2 separate regions of the Ovis aries genome follow, and region 2 is linked to region 1. The links are chromatin contacts, called in public Hi-C maps. All regions are on one chromosome and are shown on one strand. Each heading gives the region's core, a stretch centred on a gene start, on an enhancer-like site or on the middle of the called end of the contact. The rest is flanking DNA. Distances are from core to core; before and after follow the strand shown.

Region 1 (4,516 bases), core at 1,128-3,627:
CAACTAAGAGGGCGTAAAAACCAAACACACACAAAACAAATAGCAAAACACTGAGACAGAAGGGGATTCTCATTTTCAGGTTCACAGTTACCTTTTTAGCTACAAAAACAAGGACCAGAATCCATGCCATCAAATTTCTAGTCCCGTATTCCTTTTACTACAATGGAAGTGAAAGTGAAAGTTGCTCAGCTGTGTCACACTTTTTGCGACCCCATGGACTAGTCCATGGAATTCTCCAGGCCAGAATACTGGAGTGGGTAACCTTTCCCTTGTCCAGGGGATCATCCCAACCCAGGAATGGATCCCAGGTCTTCCACACTGCTGGCGATTCTTTACCAGGGCCACAAGGGAAGCCCAACTTATTTACTACAATAAGTCCTATTTTTATGATCAAGAATACTCTTTGATCAAGGAGCTCTATTTCTGATCCACAAGAGACTCCATTGAGATACTTGATATTTTGAATTCAGTCCCAGGGGACTGAATGCTATGAAAAGGGACGATTTCATTCTCTCTTTTTCAGTGGCAAGTCACATTTTAAGATAAAATTCATATAGGATAGGAGATTGTCCCAGTAATAGGTCATACTTTAAATAGGAAAGAAGATTGCCAAAAGGGGCTTTCGTCAAATAGGAGTGGCAGAACAAATTACTGTTGAAAGGGAAAGTCAGAGAAGATGGATTTGTCCCACCACTAGAAATCAAATGACCAGCAACTTCTGTATTGTTAAGAGAGGAGGAAGCAGTCAACAGGGAGTGTGGAGGTAAGCATGTGAGAGAGTGGGACTGGATAAAAGTTGGAAGGGGGAGAGGGAAATTTCTCTTTAGGCATGGGGAGAGACCATGCCTAACAAAATGTCCACAGCAAAGAATACCAATAGAGAACTGACAAAAGAGGAGGTAAAAATGGACAGATATATTTGGAAAGTTAAGCTTTACCTGTAAGCAAAGGAAAGCAAATTAAAAGATATATCTTTAAAAGTCATTCATTTGGCAAAGATTAAAAAAGAAAAACAGCAAGAGTGTGAGTGAACTGGCAGGCATTTAATACCTGATGGAAGGTAGAGAAATGAAACTTTTCTAGAAAAGAAATCTGAAATACTCTTCGACCAACAATTCCACTTCTGAGAATCCCTAGTAAATAAATAGACGTGCACAAAGATTTGTGTACCATTTATAAGTGTGGAAAACTGGAAAAAACCTAAACAGTCATCAGTAATGGACAGAGGGAATAAATGATAGTATAGCCCAGTGATGTACTAGCACAGTATCATTATATACTGGGTTAGAGACGAATAATTGAAAAACCCTCACGATAAAGAAAAAATTTTTTTATAAAACTGTAGTATATAAAGTGTGCTCCCACTTTTGTACAAAAACCTAACTATAATGCATAAATATTCACATAGAAAAATAAATAAAAATGAAAATGCCAGGGCTTCCCTGATAGTTCAGTTGGTAAAGACTCCGCCTGCAATGCAGGAGACCCCAGTTCGATTCCTGGGTTGGGAAGATCCTCTGGAGAAGGGATAAGTTACCCATTCCAGTATTCTTGGCTTCCCTGGTGGCTCAGCTAGTAAAGAATCCGCCTGCAGTGCAGGAGACCTGGGTTTCATCCCTGGGTTGGGAAGATCCCTTGGAGAAGGGAAAGGCTAACCACTCCAGTATTCTGGCCTGGAGAATTCCACGGACTGTAGGGTCCATGGGGTCACAAAGAGTCGGACACGACTAAGCGACTTTCACTTTCAACTCCGTCAGAGATTATCTCTGCGTGTGAACAGACGAGTGATTTTTACTTACACTGTAGGCGCGCGTCTTTATTTCCCCCAAATATCCGACATATATATTTTTAATGACGCCTGTGGTTGGGCTACTTCTGGCCCACAACTACTGGGGAAAACGATACTTACTTTAACTGTACACGTCACCTCCTTCTCTTCCACTTCAGGGTTGTGGACAACCCCGACCCTTTCTCGAAAAAGCCTACTCAGAAGGCTTTTTTTCCCCTGCCCCAACCGTGGCGGCGACCCCAATTCAAAGTAACCTGGAGCCGTTGCCTAGCAACCCTCTGCCGACCACCAGAGCGGACGGAAACTGAAAACGAAAACGCCCAGGCGCAGTGATGAACGCGCGTTCAGCTCTCAATAACCCAATCAGCAGAAGAAGCTATTCTAGTCACGCCCACCTACCCTGCTCTGACCGGAAGCCCTAGGGTCACCCCCGCCCTCATTAAACCTGACAGGTCTCTTTGCTTCTCCCTCCCACGCCCCACTTACAGGCGGGGCCTCGCCTCTTACACTAAGCATGATTGGTCGCCAGGGGACTCGGAAGTGACTGTGATCAGAGCCCCAGAGAAAGACAGTCTAGTCTCGCATGCGCGGTCGCGTTCTGTGTCGCACCGGGAACAGGCGTTTTCTGGGCTGCTCTCGATGGTATCCTTGGATGGATAGAAGGAGCCGCGTAAAGTATTATGGGACAATAATGGCCGCTTTCATGTAGTTGATTTTGGCTCTCACAGCGGTCTGAGCGAGGAGTTGGCGGCGCTAGCGCCCCAGAATCCCGGACAGCAGGTTCCGAGAGTCAGGCTTGGTGAGGTGAGTGTCCCTTTTTCCTTTCCGACCTTTTCTTCGCCAGCCTTGGCAGCTCCAAGAGGCGAATCTCGGCCTTTCGCTCAAGTTCGGGCCCGGGCTTGTAAAGTCTTGTCCCTGTCATCTAACTTGCCTTACTCACTGTAGGAATGCTGCGCGGGTTCTGCCGGCCCCGGCCTTTCTCCTTGATCATGTAAGATCGTGCACACTAACGCGGCCTCCCAGAGGTCCAGGGATGCTGCCGGGAGTCACCCCGCCCACGTCCTTAGACCTTCTCGTTAGCCCACTCCCAGAGAGACACCGAGCCCAGAAGGGCTCTTTTCGTTTTCTTTTTGTCTGTCACAGTGGTATCTCTTCCAGGCGATATCTTTTAATAAAATGTCAACTCCAAAAAGATCGGGATTTTTGTTTTGGTCTCTTATCTCTAATGCCCAGAACAAGCGATTGGCTCACTGAAGGCCCTCGGTAATTGTTGAATGAATGTATACAGTTTCTTTCTTCATTATTTTTCTTGTGCCTCTGTGGCTTCTTTGCCACTAATCCTTTTTCAGAAGACAACATTTAAACTTCTTGTTTTTCTCAGCCACTAGTTGTCCTGTTTGTCAGATTCTTTTTCCTGTGCTGCTTGGCACCTTTCTTTGCTGTCTCTAGAGATTTCTGGCTCCCTGTTTCCTTTAATCAGTTTAAAATTATTTATTCCTCAAATGTTTATTTTGCTAGGCACCGGGCAATGCAGTCAACAAGACAAAGTTCTCCTGCATAAAAGGACGTTCTAGGGGTATATTTTCTAGTTCAGACATCTGAGCAGAGCATGTATATCTTACCTTCCCGCGAAGATTCCGTCCCATGAGTACAAATGTCACTAAAAGTTAGCTTTTCCATTTCTCTTCTCTGTGTTGGCATTTTCCAAAATGCAGCTCTTGTTTCTGTGTCCAGTCTGTTTGGCTATATTGTGTGTTCAGTCTGTTAGGCTATATTTTTCTATAGAAATGTGCATGTTAATTAGAGCTGTGTAAAGCATTTTGGCTTCTGGTGGTTCTCTTGATAGTTCTTTGCTTTAATGACTTGTTGGAATGAGGGAAATTATTCAAGCACAAAATGGGTTATGTTTATAAGCAGATGGTGTGTAGTGGGAGGTAAAGAGGAATTTGTTATGAGCTGAGTGCCAGGAAATCTTACAGTCACCTAAATACTTTTCAGAAACACCATTTCCTAGCCTGGTGATTCTCATCCAATTTTTTTTGGTGAACTTGAATTGTTGTTAAACAGATTTCGACTGCTGTGAGGTAATTCTTCTCTACAAAACAAAACTGGCCCAGAAAACTCATTTAAGAATGGATCACGTGGATGGTAGCCTTATATGTCAGCAACTGTACTGTATCTGTAGTTTAAAGGAGTAGAGAGTAGGAAGAACTTGGGTAAAAAATGGTGAGGAACCCAATCAGTACCCGAGAGCACAGCAAATGAAATAATGTAACAATGACGTCTATGTAACTGTGGTTACAGAGTGAGTGCTTTCACATATACTTTTCTTGTTTGATACTCACAGTAACTTCATGGATTTAAGAGAGCAAAAAGTACTTCCATTTTTCAGGTATAGAAATTATGCCTAACCAAAGATTAAGATTAATATCTATTTGCTTATGATCATATAGGTAGAAAATGTTGAGAGGGTTCTAACTGAGATTTCTGACTTCAGATCTAGTGTTTCCCCTACACTCCCTTTATAGATGCCATCCTGCTCTAGTAAGTGCTCCTTAGTGTTCTTGTCTGAATGATACCCTCTTGGATCTTGGGGTGTGTATGTGTATGTGTTTATCTATTTCTGATGTGTGTTGGGTGGAAATAGAAAGATCTTTTAAGATTAAGACTGTCAATGAGTTGATGGAAGTCTTGCGAAGAGGTAACTAAAGGAATTCAGGTCTTGAG
Region 2 (4,640 bases), core at 856-3,355, 180 kb before region 1:
GCACACACACTTCCTGTTTTCTCAACTATATAAAAGTTAAGTTGTCGACACCATGATCCATCAGTTCTACACAGTTCAGCAGGCATCTTCTAAGAATAAGGGCATTCTCCACTCAGTGTCATGATTATACCAAGGAAAATTAACAATAATTCCATAATATCTGATATCTAGTACATATTCAAATTTCCCAAGTTGTTCTCCCAAATATGTATTTTTTTTCCTAATCTGGATCCAATTGAATTTTATGCATTTCATTTGGTTATTGTATCTCTTAGCCCTCTTTCTGTAAAGGCAGTTTTCTTGCAGGTGCCACATTTTCCATTTAATGCACTAGTATATTACTTAATTCTCTCCCATGACACAGCGGAGAAGGCAATGGCAACCCACTCCAGTACTCTTGCCTGGAAAATCCCATGGATGGAAGAGCCTGGTGGGCTGCTGTCTATGGGGTGGGTCGCACAGAGTCGGACACAACGGAAGCGACTTAGCAGCAGCAGCAGCAGCATGACACAGACGTCATTTGAAAATTTTTACAATGAATATTTTTTATTGTGGTAAAATGCACATAAAAGCTACCATTTTAAAAGTTTTAGTTGTACAGTAAAGTGGCATTAAGTACATTCACGGTTCTGTAACCATCACCACCATCCGTCACCAGAACGGTTTCATCATTCCAAACTGAAATTCTGTACTCATTAAACAGTAACTCCCCACTCTCCCTTTCCACACCATTCTGCCTTCTGTCTTGAGCCGACCTCTTTAAATTCCTCAAATAACTGGAATCCGGCAGTCTTGACTCTTTGCGAGTCCATGGACTATAGCCTGCCAGACTTTTCTGCAGTGGGTTTCCCAACTCCCAACCTAGGGATCTAACCCATGTCTCCTGCATTGCAGGCAGATTCTTTTACCGTCTGAGCCACCAGGGAAGCCCATAAAAGACTATAAATTGGTTTCAGGCTATCTAAACAAGGTCCATGTGACATGTGGTTGCTGTGTTTCTAAGCCTGTTTAGATCCAAGCAGTTTGCTCACTTTTTTTTTAGACGCTTTTGCTTTACTGCAGAATAATTCTTATATGCATGTATTTACCAACAACAAAAATCCATACATTTTAAAGGAACCACGCACTGTATACTGAGGTTCTGAAAGCTGCTTCTAATTTAGAAATACTAGAAGTAGTTAGAGAGACACATTACTTATAAATTCATATAAACCTCATATAGTTACTCTTGGTTCCATCTTTGTCAGATTACCTCATCACAATTTAGCAAACCACAATTTTGGTCTTGGTAGATGCACCCAGTACAGCAGGGGGCAGGATTACCTCCTTCTAGAAGCCAAGGGCTTAGGAAACCCCTTCTAACGTCAATCAGAATAGTTTTCAAGTTAAGCACAAAGATAACTAAAAGAAAAAGTTTTCTCTGAATACAGAGATAAGGTAAATTTCCAGAGAATGTGCTGGTGAGAGGAAACATCTTACTTAAAAAACTATCGGTATTCTGTTTGAAAGAGCAATCAGACTTGGTTTAAAAAAGCGGGTCAGGAGTATCAGAGTGGGTAAGCGAGAGGGTGGACGACTAAGGAAGGAGGGCGAAGAGCCGGAAAAAGAGTCGTCAGCTGCCAGAGAAGAGTGGAAACCTGCTTAGCAGGTAATTTGACGAAATGAACCGAGACGCAGGAGGAAAGTCCCCGTGGCGACTGAAGTCGAGCGCGGGACAAGAGCAGACTAACTCCAGATGTTTGGAAGGCCGTGCTGAAGCCGGTTTTTCCACGGACTGGAAAAATCCTGAACAAGGCACTGGGCGCGGACTCGGAAAACAAGCCTCAGCTGCCAGCCTCCCCGCGCCCAGGGAGTAACCTGCGAAACCCAGGGCACGCCCCAGCAGGTGATTCTGCAGGCGTGACAAGTCTGCTCCCTCCTTCCGTGCCTCCGCCGCGGGAAGTAGTCCCCGGCTGCGCCGGCTCCGAAGGAATCTGGGCAGGGGAGCCCTGAGGCCCTCAGGGCATGAGTCCCAGGAGCGGCGGGCGCGCAGCCAATCCCTGGAAAGAGGGCGTGGCTAACTCTGTCCCGCGGATTCCTCCGCCCGTGCTCGCTGTGCTGAGGCAGAGGGAGTCGCCATCTTGGATGCTGAGTCTTGGTTCCTAAGTGCGTCTCTGCCGTTTTCACGTCCGGATTTGGCCAGGTGAGTGGGCTTTTTCAGGGTCGAGCGTCTTTGTTTTCTTCCCCACACTGCGCCCCGGATTTATAAGTCCCTAGCCAGGGATTTGGACGATTCTGAGGTGGCAGGTGAGGAGAAACAATGATCCTGGGTCAGGCCGGAGGTCGGGCCGGAGGGGCTGCGACGCGGAAGGCCGCCGAAGGCCGGGCTCGGGGGCGTGGCAGGGCCTCGAGCAGCTCGGAGACCGCTAGTCGTGGATGTATGACACCGCCAAACTTTCTTGTCCTCCCTGCTTCGAGCCGTCTCTACTCCGGGGTGGAAGTGTCGCGGCCTGGGCTTTGGCACCCGGCGCGGACAGGGCCAGGCCGGCGCTCTCGGCCGCTGCCCTCACCCCATCTCTTCTGGCCCAGAGAGACTTCGGTTCGGTTGTGTCCCTGGTGCCCGAGGGAGTCCGCGTCCGAGCCGGGCAGCCTCCCCTGGGCGGCGCGGCCTCCAGGGAAAGTACCTGGGGGCTCTGGGCGAAATTGCCTTTTTCTTTAGCGGAAGCAAAACGCGACCTTTGACCCCTTTCGCGGACCCCTTCTTGTGTGATGAGCGGTCTTTTGAGGAGCCTGTGTCTTGTCCTTGCGCCCCTTCTCTTTCAGTTCTCATTGCTCCCTTTCCGCGGTGCTGCAGGTGAGAGGACTGGAATCTCTACCTGCATCAAGTTTTACAAGGATCGGGACCCAAGAGCGCCCGTTTAATAATTAGGTAATAGGAAAGAGAGTCACTTTCACTCATTGTAGTAGTAAAACTGAAATTAAGAGCTGGTCATAGTTTTTCTATTATGCTAGCGTATTCATGATTTTTTTAAACTTTTTATTATGAAAATTTAAAGCACCCATTTTCATCAACGATTATTTTCTTGCTAATCTTGTTTCGTTTATACCCCCATTATGTATTCATTTAATAAAGTAATAGTTAATATATGTGTCGTCGTCGGCCCACCAACCCCCGCCCCTCGCAAGTAGTAGCTTTTTTGACTCCTGTACTTAGGAGAAACTTCCACCGGAAATTTTGTTTTTACAGCTTTCTCAGAACCCCATCTTCTGGGATAGGAATACTTAGTAATATCCTTTTATTCGACGATAAAAGATTGTTTTGAAACCTTAATGTTAGTATTATATTTTAAAGTCACCCAGTTTCCTAAGTCTTCTCATTTTTAAAGTAATGTTACTGTTCTGTCCAGATTGTTGTCATTCTTCCTGTCTTCCTTTGCCTCTGGAATTTCAATGATTGGGAGCCCCAGAATCCCCAGCTCTATATAATCTACTTAATTTAAGCTTTCATTCCTTTAAAATCATTTCCCTGGTAACTCAGCTGGTAAAGGATCCTCCTGCAATTCAGGAGACCCCACTTCGATTCCTGGGTCAGAAGATGTGCTGGAGAAGGGATAGGCTACCCACTCAAGTTTTCTTGGGCTTCCCTAGTGGCTCAGCTGGTGAAGAATCCACCTGTGATGTGGGAGACCTGGATTCGATCACTGGGTTGGGAAGATCCCTGGAGAAGGGAAAGGCTACCCACTCCAGTATTCTGGCCTGGAGATTTCCATGACTGTATGGTCCGTGGGGTTGCAGAGAGTCAGACACAACTGAGAGACTTTTCACTTTTCCTGTAAAATCACAATTAAGTCCCAATTGACACAAAGTCTATCCTGATTTAAAAATAGAACTAGAAGAGAGTGTAGTCTAATGAGATAATTTAAAATACAGAAAAAGTAGTATACACATGAATACTAACTTCATTATTTTATATGGTAAATATAAAAAAGATTGGGAAATTATTAAAAATGGCTACTCAGTGCAGTATTAGGCAGCCATTAAAGTATAATACTAAAGACTGTAGCAGATAGGATGTTAAGTGATAAAAGAATTCACTAGTGATTGGAGTCCATGATTACAACTTTGTAAAAATATGCCTTAAGAGAAACTCTTTGTGAATGTATGCCCAACAAATTTTTTGTATTGCTTTTTATATTACTTTTATTGAAAAGATAAAGGTACTGTCATAATGTCTTATGAATTTCAATATTTATAGCTCCTTCTGGAAAATCTTGATGGTCTCTGAATTCTGAAGTCTGTACTTTTCTTGTGAGTTATACATGATACTGCTGGTTTTGTGGTCTTTTATTAAATTTTCAGTCTTGGTTAGTTTGGTCACTGATTTTAGTACAATTTGAAAATACAGTAAACGATGTTTCTGTACATGAAATGGGTTTAAGAATTGGGCTGTATTATTGTGGAAATGTCTTCTAGCTTGTTTGTACTTTTATGTCACTTATTCATACCTGCAATGCCTAAATCATACCTGAATCTGCTCATATCACTTATAAGAAAGAAGTATTCAGGATAAGTAATACATTTCAAATACAGTTTTCCTATATACTAAAAAATGGCATTCTGGGTACCGTAGACTGTTGCCTCCCTTCCCAGTTTGGTTCTTT

Evidence for each region. Hi-C and Micro-C count contacts between places; a contact is called where the count stands out from the background.
Region 2: a Hi-C map of hypothalamus shows a contact between it and region 1, with 2.2 times the contacts expected there. The contact joins the promoter of IST1 here to the promoter of DHX38 in region 1. A contact is called at or near these places in 4 of 16 Hi-C or Micro-C datasets (hypothalamus, liver, mixed tissues and 1 more).

The regions. Positions count from the first base shown.
Region 1 is chr14:38,546,840-38,551,355 of ARS-UI_Ramb_v3.0, reverse strand. It overlaps DHX38 (DEAH-box helicase 38), which reads left to right and starts at 2,377. Exons shown (of 27, transcript XM_027978135.2): 1 at 2,377-2,593. TXNL4B (thioredoxin like 4B) reads right to left here and starts at 2,095. Exons shown (of 5, transcript XM_042231880.2): 1 at 1,910-2,095.
Region 2 is chr14:38,724,780-38,729,419 of ARS-UI_Ramb_v3.0, reverse strand. It overlaps IST1 (IST1 factor associated with ESCRT-III), which reads left to right and starts at 2,105. Exons shown (of 10, transcript XM_060398472.1): 1 at 2,105-2,908.